2 separate regions of the Mus musculus genome follow, and region 1 is linked to region 2. A link is a contact called in public promoter capture Hi-C data. All regions are on one chromosome and are shown on one strand. Each heading gives the region's core, a stretch centred on a gene start, on an enhancer-like site or on the middle of the called end of the contact. The rest is flanking DNA. Distances are from core to core; before and after follow the strand shown.

The links. Capture Hi-C pulls out chosen DNA fragments and counts their contacts.
Region 1: a contact with region 2 is called in a promoter capture Hi-C map of adipose tissue. The contact joins two enhancer-like sites. A contact is called at or near these places in 8 of 484 Hi-C or Micro-C datasets (3T3-L1-derived adipocytes, brown adipocytes, immediate neuronal precursor and 3 more), 2 of 115 datasets of contacts at active chromatin or transcription factors (both in embryonic stem cells) and 3 of 9 other capture datasets (adipose tissue, liver and macrophages).

What each region holds. Positions count from the first base shown.
Region 1 is chr12:71,951,494-71,956,241 of GRCm38.p6, reverse strand. Daam1 (dishevelled associated activator of morphogenesis 1) reads right to left here. Exons shown (of 26, transcript NM_026102.3): 14 at 4,110-4,409; 15 at 3,683-3,790. Among named protein-coding and RNA genes, the nearest start is that of Gm40440, 86 kb to the left of the region's middle. Within about 2 kb of position 1,836, at least 40 of the 459 cell types and tissues checked have an H3K27ac peak or open chromatin away from gene starts, as enhancers often do. A contact at or near this core is called in adipose tissue and muscle stem cells, where this site is marked.
Region 2 is chr12:71,884,332-71,888,741 of GRCm38.p6, reverse strand. The region is part of intron 1 of Daam1 (dishevelled associated activator of morphogenesis 1); the gene reads right to left. Among named protein-coding and RNA genes, the nearest start is that of Daam1, 55 kb to the right of the region's middle. Within about 2 kb of position 2,816, at least 88 of the 459 cell types and tissues checked have an H3K27ac peak or open chromatin away from gene starts, as enhancers often do. A contact at or near this core is called in adipose tissue and muscle stem cells, where this site is marked.

The DNA of each region.
Region 1 (4,748 bases), core at 587-3,086, 68 kb before region 2:
CTTAAGGAAATTGTAGATCTGGCTGAATATTCCCAATGGGACACTGAAGGACTTAAAACTTACACTCAGGCACTGGAGTTGGAGAATGGAGCCTGGGTCAGTAGTTGTCTTTTGTTCCCTAAATCAAAGGATGATGGCTTTGAAATGTTACACTGTGTGGGGATCATAGACTCCTAAAGGAAGAGTTGTCCTCAGGCAAAGGGCAAGGCAGAGAGAGAGACTCTGTGAGCTGCTAGTGTGAAGACTTCCTATATGCAAATAGTCTCTTTAGCTCATCTTCCCTCTATCCATCTGTATAGATAGAAATGAACTGTTAGCATGTCAGGATGAAATTTCCCATTACAGATGTGAGGGCTATTTAACTGTATCTTCATAAAACAATTACACAGCATCTGATGCTATGTATTAAAAACCAGTCTCTTGGGGCAGACCTGGAGATCATGTGTAATGTAGTTCCAATGAAGAAAAGGTCTTGAGATTCAAGGAATTGACTTTCAAATGAACTTTTGGAATGTGCCCAGGGGAATAGTTGCATTTCATGAGAGGCATAGGCTTACACAACTGGCTCTCTACACCTTTAATGCATGCACTTAAAAGAAAATCCCACTCCCCACAGTCTGGTGGTGGTAATGAATAAAGCCACAGACTGAAGAACAAAGAGAAAGCGAGAACTCTGTAAAGCGAGACTGTCCTCAGTGTGGCTGGCGCCTGTTGGGATACTGAGGACACACTAAGCCCTGTTTACAGTATCTGCAATATAAGAATATCACCTCCTTCCTAGAGTTGGGATGAGAATTAAATAAGGAAACAAACACAGAAACTCCTTGAGCACTAAATTTTATGGTTGATGAGAATAAGAATTGTTTATATCATACCGAGTACCAGACACATAACCAATAGCAACCAATGTCTTGGTTCATATGACAATTACTTATGGTTGTCTCATCTCTGCTTTATACTATAATTATATTGTGGGCTCATGTAAAAGTTGAACGAATTTGAATCATCTGATCTTTTGACACAATTTTTATATAAGGGAGACAAACTAAATACCTGATTTGAATGACAGAATGGCTTGTAAGCTTATAACTATAGGCAAATGTATATATTTATGGAGGTGTGTGTTTATATATATACACGAATGCATACATTCCCAAAGTGTCACTCCTTATTTAAATTATGCTGAGTTATGTCAAAATCAGGCTCAGATGGTCCTATCAGATGCCTGTCGTATGATGTATGTGTGTTCCTCCGAATGCCTTAAAAATTCATTAACACAAACAAATGGCTCAAGTCCAGAGTTAGACAAGTTTCATATCTTTGGAGGCAGGAAAGAGCTAACATGGAAAAAGATGGATTCTTGGTATTCATTTGGTACTAGAAATAAGAGCAGTTTAAATGTGGTGATATTTGCATATTGTGTTGCCATGTCTGGAATGAACACACACAGGTCTTTGATGCTGTAGTTCTGGGGTGAAAGAATAACCTCATTTACTCTGACCTACATATTTCAATTAAGATGCCTGTAGCCTTTCATTTTCTGACTCTCAACAATGTAAATGCAACAAAGTGGCTCAAGTTACCCTCATTTGGAAAATAAATTGATGGTTTATCTTCTATTTTTATACCAGAAGGGGAATATTTAAAATACTCAAGAGGTGTGGGTGTGTTGACATTTGTCTTCAGAAAGTACTGCTGGAAATATGGTGATAGCCCGTCCTCACCAGTCTACCCAGTCTTAAGAAGAACGGAAATGTTCTGGTCTATCCTGTCCGGGATGAGTTACTGATTACTTAAACAGTGCTGGTTGCTAGGAAACAGTTACTCAGTTGCAGAGCTTTCTGCAATTGTCTCTCCCAGAACTCTTGAAAATTGTCCACATATTTGTCCCAGAGCATTTTTGGCAGCATCCTTCTGTGCTTTCTGCTGAAAGCCGGTTAATTATGAGGCTTGTAAACTTGGGCCTCTCAACCACCTGCCTTCATCACAAATGCAACCCACATGCTTAGACTTGAATTGCACCATGTGGAACCCTTGTCGCTTCCCCTCCATTGAATACACTTTTCTACATTTCCAAACCTTCACCTCAGACAACCTGAAGTGCGAAAGGAATGGGACTTGTAGCCAGATCATAAGATTACTTGAATTACATGGAAACCTGCTAAAATGTTATGCCTGGATCCAGGGACCTCCTTCCTAGGGCACCAGAGAAAGAAGGAGAACACAGAAGCCAATCAGAAATGAACTGGGCTGAGTAGCTGCAGGCCACGGGCTCTGAGCACACCTTTGTTTGTTCTTTGAGACATAAGGTGCACTATTCTCTGAACAAGCCCTCATCTCCTTTTCTGTCACCTTCCCTAGCTTGGCGCACAACAGTGCACGTGGCATCTTTGTACTTATGAAGGGGCTGGGTGAGGGCTGGTGAGGGTTAATGGCATCATGGCAGGCAATGGACTTTATTTTCCTAGTCTACTGAACCAGCACAAAAAGGCCCTGCATAGACACTCTCCCTCTCTCACAGTAAAATCCTCTGGTGAATAGCACCCTGTTTCCCACACAAATACATCAGAAACCATCTTGAAAAGAACCCCCCAGCTTCATTTTTCTCTAGTCTCTGTCCACCCATCTCTTCCTTGGTGCCTAGCATTTGGTTTTTGAGGCAGCCTTTCTGAGGAGCTAAGCCAAGAGAGCAGACAAGGAAGCCTGCTGCTTATTTAGGATGCTCCACCCTGCTCATTCACATAGGAGCCAGGCTGCCAGGGAAGCTCTCAGGAAACCCCTGTGCAGATGCCTGGCACTTGTTGGCCCATCTAAAGGCAGTGTGCTGGTTCACAGGTCCTCCCCTTTGGTCTGCCTTAAGAACCTTTCCACACTCCTGGACTCAATTTCCCCCTCTCCAGAGCTCTGACCTTGCCTCTCTCCTTTTCTTTGTTCCTCTGAATTCTCTATACCTAGCTACTCTGCTGTAACCTTTTCTACCCACACTTTAGACTTTTGGAGAAAGCCCTCTAGAGCAACAAGAGATTCTACACAGATGTGACCAGAGTGCATACAAGGAGGCTACCTACCAGGGCCTGTCCTTGTGTGCAGGCAATAGGTCCCACACCATGTTCTGGCCACCATTATGGAAGGATAGTAGTAGCTTTTCTCGCTCTCCTGTTATCATTAACAGCTTCACTCTTGCTCAGCTCGCACAATCGTACTAGTGAGTCTATAATGTTCATGATGTCTGGGTAAGACTCCTCTGTAGATTCTACTTAGCTGCCAAATTATAGTTCTTACCAAACCCCAAACTTCTCAAGAGTCTGTCTAGTCCAAAAAGCGTTTTTCTTCTGAGCCTAACCATTGGATATTTCTAACTCCGACAGCCCAGCATGGTTTCAGAAACAAACACTGCAAGGGGATCCTAACTCGCCTAGAGATTCATTTTGAGTAAGCACATATAACATACAGTGCTGCCTATACATAAAGAAGATGTAGATCCACTACCATAGGAAGCTTCTCCACAAAGAGTCCACATGCCTTCCAGTGGTTCACATGCACTGATGGGCCACTGGACACGCACAGGGACAGGTAGCTGTGCTGCTTTACAGGAACGCCTTGGGGAGACCAAGCAGCATGGCCCAGGAGCCATGCCCAAGGACACAGGACTTTGGGGCATCTGGAAGGCTCATGTTGTTACCTGCTGTCTTTGGTAGGCAGAGAACGTTCTTTCTAGGTCTTCAAGGTCTAGAATTTTGAAGACTTTGGTATCATCAATTTCAGTCCATACTGTTCCATCCAATTTGTTCTAGAAACAGCAAGTTAACAAGTTCCATGATTGACAGTCATACAGAAAAAAGAGTAAGTAGGGTGGATTGTTGGTTTTTTTTTTTTTAAGTACCATTATCTCAAATTTATAATTCTACAGGATGTTCCAGTGAGCTGGTTTGAAGCAATGTATAATTATTACAGAGACATTGTCAACTAACATAGGAGCTGGTGAGAACCTTGAGTCCACACTAGATGGTCAAGTTACCCAGCAGCAGGGACGGTTGCCCTCTGAGAACACAGAGCTACAGGTGCCACCCACTCATCCACTAATGGGAAAATGGGAACAAATGGCTTACCTCAGGCAACTTGGACCAGTTGAAGGATTTCAGGGCATTGGTGGGCTGGGGAATATTCTTCTTCTTGAGTGTTAGACTCACTGGAGCACCAGGAGGTGGCAGAACTCCTCCTAAGGGAGGAGGCCCTGGGGGAGGAGGAGGACCCCCAGGAGGGAGGGGAGGTGGTGGAGGAGGAAGTGCTCCACCTGAAAGGAGTGGGGGTGGTGGGGGAGGGAGAAGAGACCCCAACCCAGAGGAAGGAAAGGGTCCTCCAGGGGCTCCGGGTGAGGGTCCTCCTGGGACTGCTGCACAGACGGCCCTCTGGAAAGAGAAGACCAAGAAAGTCAATGGAAGAAAAGTCACTGAACGACTTTAAGATCTAATCTTGTCGAAGGAATGTGCAACAAAGCACCCACATTTTTGAGGACATGGTTTTCGAGGGTAGGTAGATCTTGACCCTCATGTCTTTGGACACATTAGGGCCTGTCCCTGGAGTCTCTCTCATTTCTTGCACCATCCCACAGTTTGGCTTTATGACGTCCCTTTTCTAAGAAGCTAATGTGATCTTTCTTTGTTCTTAGGACAAGATTGGTAGTAAAAACACAACTCCAAAGTTCCTCTGCTGCCTAAGCCACAGGACGTTGGTGGTTCGAGTCCACA
Region 2 (4,410 bases), core at 1,567-4,066:
GCTGTTCCAAAAGGCGCTCACTCAGGGAAGGCCTCGCCTGATGAGTGACATTTAGCTGAGACCTAATGGATAAAGTAGGAGCAAAATGTCAGTAGAAAGGCTTCCAGACAGGAATGTGTGCACTGGCCTGGATCAGGGAGGTGACAGGCAAATCTGAGTCAGGGAGAAGCCAGCCCAGGATGTGAGTAATGGGAGCTGAAGAGGGCAGAGGCCCAAACTCAGATGGCTCACACACAGCAATGCCAGCCCTGGCCAACTGGATTTTCCTGCCCTCATCATCAGACTTCTGTAACACCTCCTAAGCTTAGGCCAACCACAAGTGGACACATGCCGCCATAAGACCTTGGTAGTAGTTGCACGGCGGAGCCCATACATTAGACTACACTGTTTTCCTTTTTAGGTGCACACTTGTGCACACACAGGACAACTTTCAGGGATTAGTTCCCTCCTTTTACCATGGGTTCCAGGGCTTGATCTCAAGTCATCAGTAACAGCAGTGAGGGCCTTTATCTTCTGAGCCATCTCAACGGACCATGTTTCTCTTCCTTATCAGACCATTTTCAGAACTCACTCTAGTTATGCCACTTTCATGGGACAGGTACACACTCTTGCCACACTACTACACATCACATATATAACAGTGCTTTGGGAGTCTGCTTTTCCACTAGACTCAGGGACGCTGAGGGCAGGGACAAATCTTGTATACTTTTAACAAATGCTTGCTGAATGCAAAGCATGAATGAGCCTGACCGCAATGGCTCCTCCCACAACTGTCTTTGGATTTGGTTTTACAACACCAGAACACTTATAACCATTCATAACCAACTGGAGCACTGAGTACTCCTCAGCCACTAGTCAAGGTTTTGATGCTGGCAACAGCTCTGCAGATGGAACTCACCCTCAAGGTGTTTGAAAATTCCCTGGGGCATAGCAAAAGATTCCTGGGGAAATTGGCTCATCTCTTCTCTGTCAACTCACTCACAACTAAGCTCTATGGGAAGTCGACTCACCGCAAAATCCTTTAGGTATTTCCCCAGTTCCTTACACTTAGAAAATCCTTTGCTTAAGAAAAAAAATGTTCAATTTGTTATCTTCATTGTGTCCCCTCAACGTGCCAGACAGAGCTAGAGACATAGATGGAGCCCCACTCCAGACAGAGCTAGAGACATAGATGGAGCACCACTCCAGACAGAGCTAGAGACACAGATGGAGCACCACTCCAGACAGAGCTAGAGACATAGATGGAGCACCACTCCAGACAGAGCTAGAGACATAGATGGAGCACCACTCCAGACAGAGCTAGAGACATAGATAGAGCACCACTCTGGGAGCTCACAGCCTAGAGGAGATGACGAGGACCAGGGCAGCTGGCCCTTCTCTTTACTAGAGAGGGCACATGTGGTTGCTGAAACTAGGAACCTGTGTGTCACATTTTGGCTCCTTTTTAATGAGATCTGTCTGAAAGAAAGGATGAATTCCACCCTGACAGCTGGGCCCTCAACCACTTCTCTAATCTCAGCTTCTGGCACTAGGGCAGAGGAAGAAGTCACCTCTGGGACATCCCGATGCAATCCATCTACAGTATTACAGATGACTACGGCTATGCTGAGCACAAGGAAGCAATTAAAGCTAAAGGTTCTGCAGCAGGTGCACTTTGCTGAGCAAAGGGTGAGCAATGCTGTCCATCTGTGGTCTAGCTCAAAGTCAGTCATTTGTACTTTACCCAAACAAACAAGACCTCTGAGTACAGCAATATCCAGAAAGTAAAGCCAGTTTTAGGGAATGGAGAGGAAGATGATTAAGGCCTTTTTGTTTTTTTAATTGGCAAGAAGCTTCAAGTCTTTAAGAACACCTTTCCTAGCACTTTTCCTTTGACAGTGCCAGTGACAACACAGGAGATGTGTAACATTTGCTTTCCACAAAGCAAGACACAATGAGTACCCCATGTTAGGGGAAAACGTGGCAGTTCTGATGACAAACAGTTTGCACTGATTTACACACTGTTTTAATTGGTTCATTGGGGGCCTCCGCCACACATTTTAAAGATGTCTGTCCATCCCAAGGGAGCGGATCACTCACTGGCTATCTTCCCAAGGTTTTTCCACACCGAGAGTTGATTCAAAGGAAACTAGAGCCTACACAGGCTGGGGCCAGGAAAGGAGCGAGAGGCATGAAGCTCCTGCCAGCCACCCACTAACCTAAGAGCCAACAGAGTTTCTGCATGTACTCACAAGTTTGGTAGGGAGCCTTGGTCCTTCTCTAGCTCTGTTATTCTCACCAGGACAGTCTGTTTCACAGTAAATTCTCCAGCTAAAAATCTCAACACCAAACACAGGCATTTCTGTACAATGGATGATCTCCGACATTTCTGAGACAAAGTGAGTTTAGGTCACTTGCACAGAGGGCCAAGGGCAAAATCTGTATGCATAAGAACCTTACGGAGAAGGGTGGGACTCTGTCTCCATCCCAGCTGCCGTACCAACTCCAGCTGCCGTACCAACTCCAGCTGCCGTACCAATTGCTTTCAGAACCTCCTCCAACATCAGTTTACTTTTCAGGGCGTCCAGTGCAGTTTGTGCTGCAGCAATACAACTCAAGACCTCTTATCAAGGAAATGTGAAAGGGAAAGAGCTTTGCTTCTTTCTCTGGCCACCCCTCTCCTCTCACATTCCGCTTGTCTGGTTTCATTTCCCAAGGACACCAGATGCCAAATGCCAAAGAGTCATGAGATACAGCCAAAGGTTGCAGAAGCATCTGAAAACCTACAGATTTCAACATCCTTTCCACCAGGAAACGGAAAGGGCGTTTCTCAGGCCATCCAGTGAAGAGACGGCCCAGCCCTTCCCACACACTTGGTCCCAAAACAATGTTCTAATGGGGCATGTCTTGGAGTGGCTCTGGGAAATTCACTCAGCAATCTGCTCACTAATCCCAGTGGCTTCTCTGATGCAAGAGGAAAAAGAGGAGGGCATCCCACTCTGGCCCCACCCAGACACCAGGGAAAACAAATTCCTAAAAGCCAAAATAGCCAAGGACCCCCTAAAAAATAGTACTTAGGGTCCACTGGTCATCCAGGCAGGCACAGGAGCGTACATCAAAAATGCAAACCTATGCCCTTCCTCCCTTAGCTTTTTACTAAATGAGGGAGGAGGGTCCAAGTGCACTCTACAAACACCCTCAGACCAGACCAGGACTCAACCAGCAAGTACATGTACTCTTAACTGTGTTTCCAAGTTCCTGCCTCAGATCCTGCCAGAAACCCTGCCTGCCCCCCTCCCTCACCACCTTTCATGGGGAGAGCAGACAAGGACACCACTAGATTTTCACCCTGAAAAAACTGGCAGGTCTAATCGTATGACTCAATGTGTTAACCTCAGGTTCACAGTATAAATCCCTAAAGCCTACAGAACAGTGTTCTTGGTAAGGATGTCTGTGTTGCTCACATGACAGAAACCAGCGTCTGGGAGCCAGGACAGCTCAATCATCTGGGAGAGAAGCCAAACCAGAAGTGTCCCAGGAGCTCTCTCCTCACCATGGAGGTGAGGCACTCATTGGGCAGCAGACCTGCTGATAAGCCAATTGAAGGTGAAGGCCAAAGTTCTCCCACTGGGTCCCTGTCTTCACTGTCTCTGAAAGACTCACTTGAAGCCTGTGCAGACAGACACCTTGAAAAGTGGAGGCTACAAAAACACAAGCTAAGAATTCCTGGCCAGCTGTGTTACACCAAACCGTCAGTTATTTAAGAAGACAAGCCTTACTCCTTAACAAGCAAAAAGATGTAGAGTCCTGAGTCACCCTAGAGCTTTCAAGAAGAGCCCGGAGTAAGACCATTCATCAAGGGGGAAGGACACGTGTGTTGCAAGACACCAGTACATGTTTGTTCCTTCCATGCTCTGGTACATGGTTGACGAGAGGGCCTCCTGAAGTCACTCTTCACAAACTCCACATCTATGGCTGCCTTGATAACAGCCCACAGCAAGCACGCCGAAGGAACTTCAGGTTTAAGATCAGTTCACACGAGCAGACAAAGCAGTGGTGCCGGCCACATAGAACACACCTGCATATGACGATGGCTGAGAAGGAGACACCATTAACTTCTTACTACTGGAAACAGTTCTGGCAAATTCTCAGAGAGAAGTTGAACAGATTGCATATTATATGTATTCTCTTTCGATGACTATGTTCTAAAACTTCAGAGTTTACCAGATAAAGATATGCTGGGGTCCCAGAAATGCCATAAACCCTGACCCCTCGGAGAAGTAACTTCTTAAGGACCGCGCTGCCCGTAAGCCAGAAACTGCTCAATCTTAGCCCTTCTCCATATCCTAACCAGAGATTATCAAGAATGCATAATCTATATTCCTATGCAGGCTTTCGGAGAGAAAATCGGCTACCAACATTGTGTAAAAC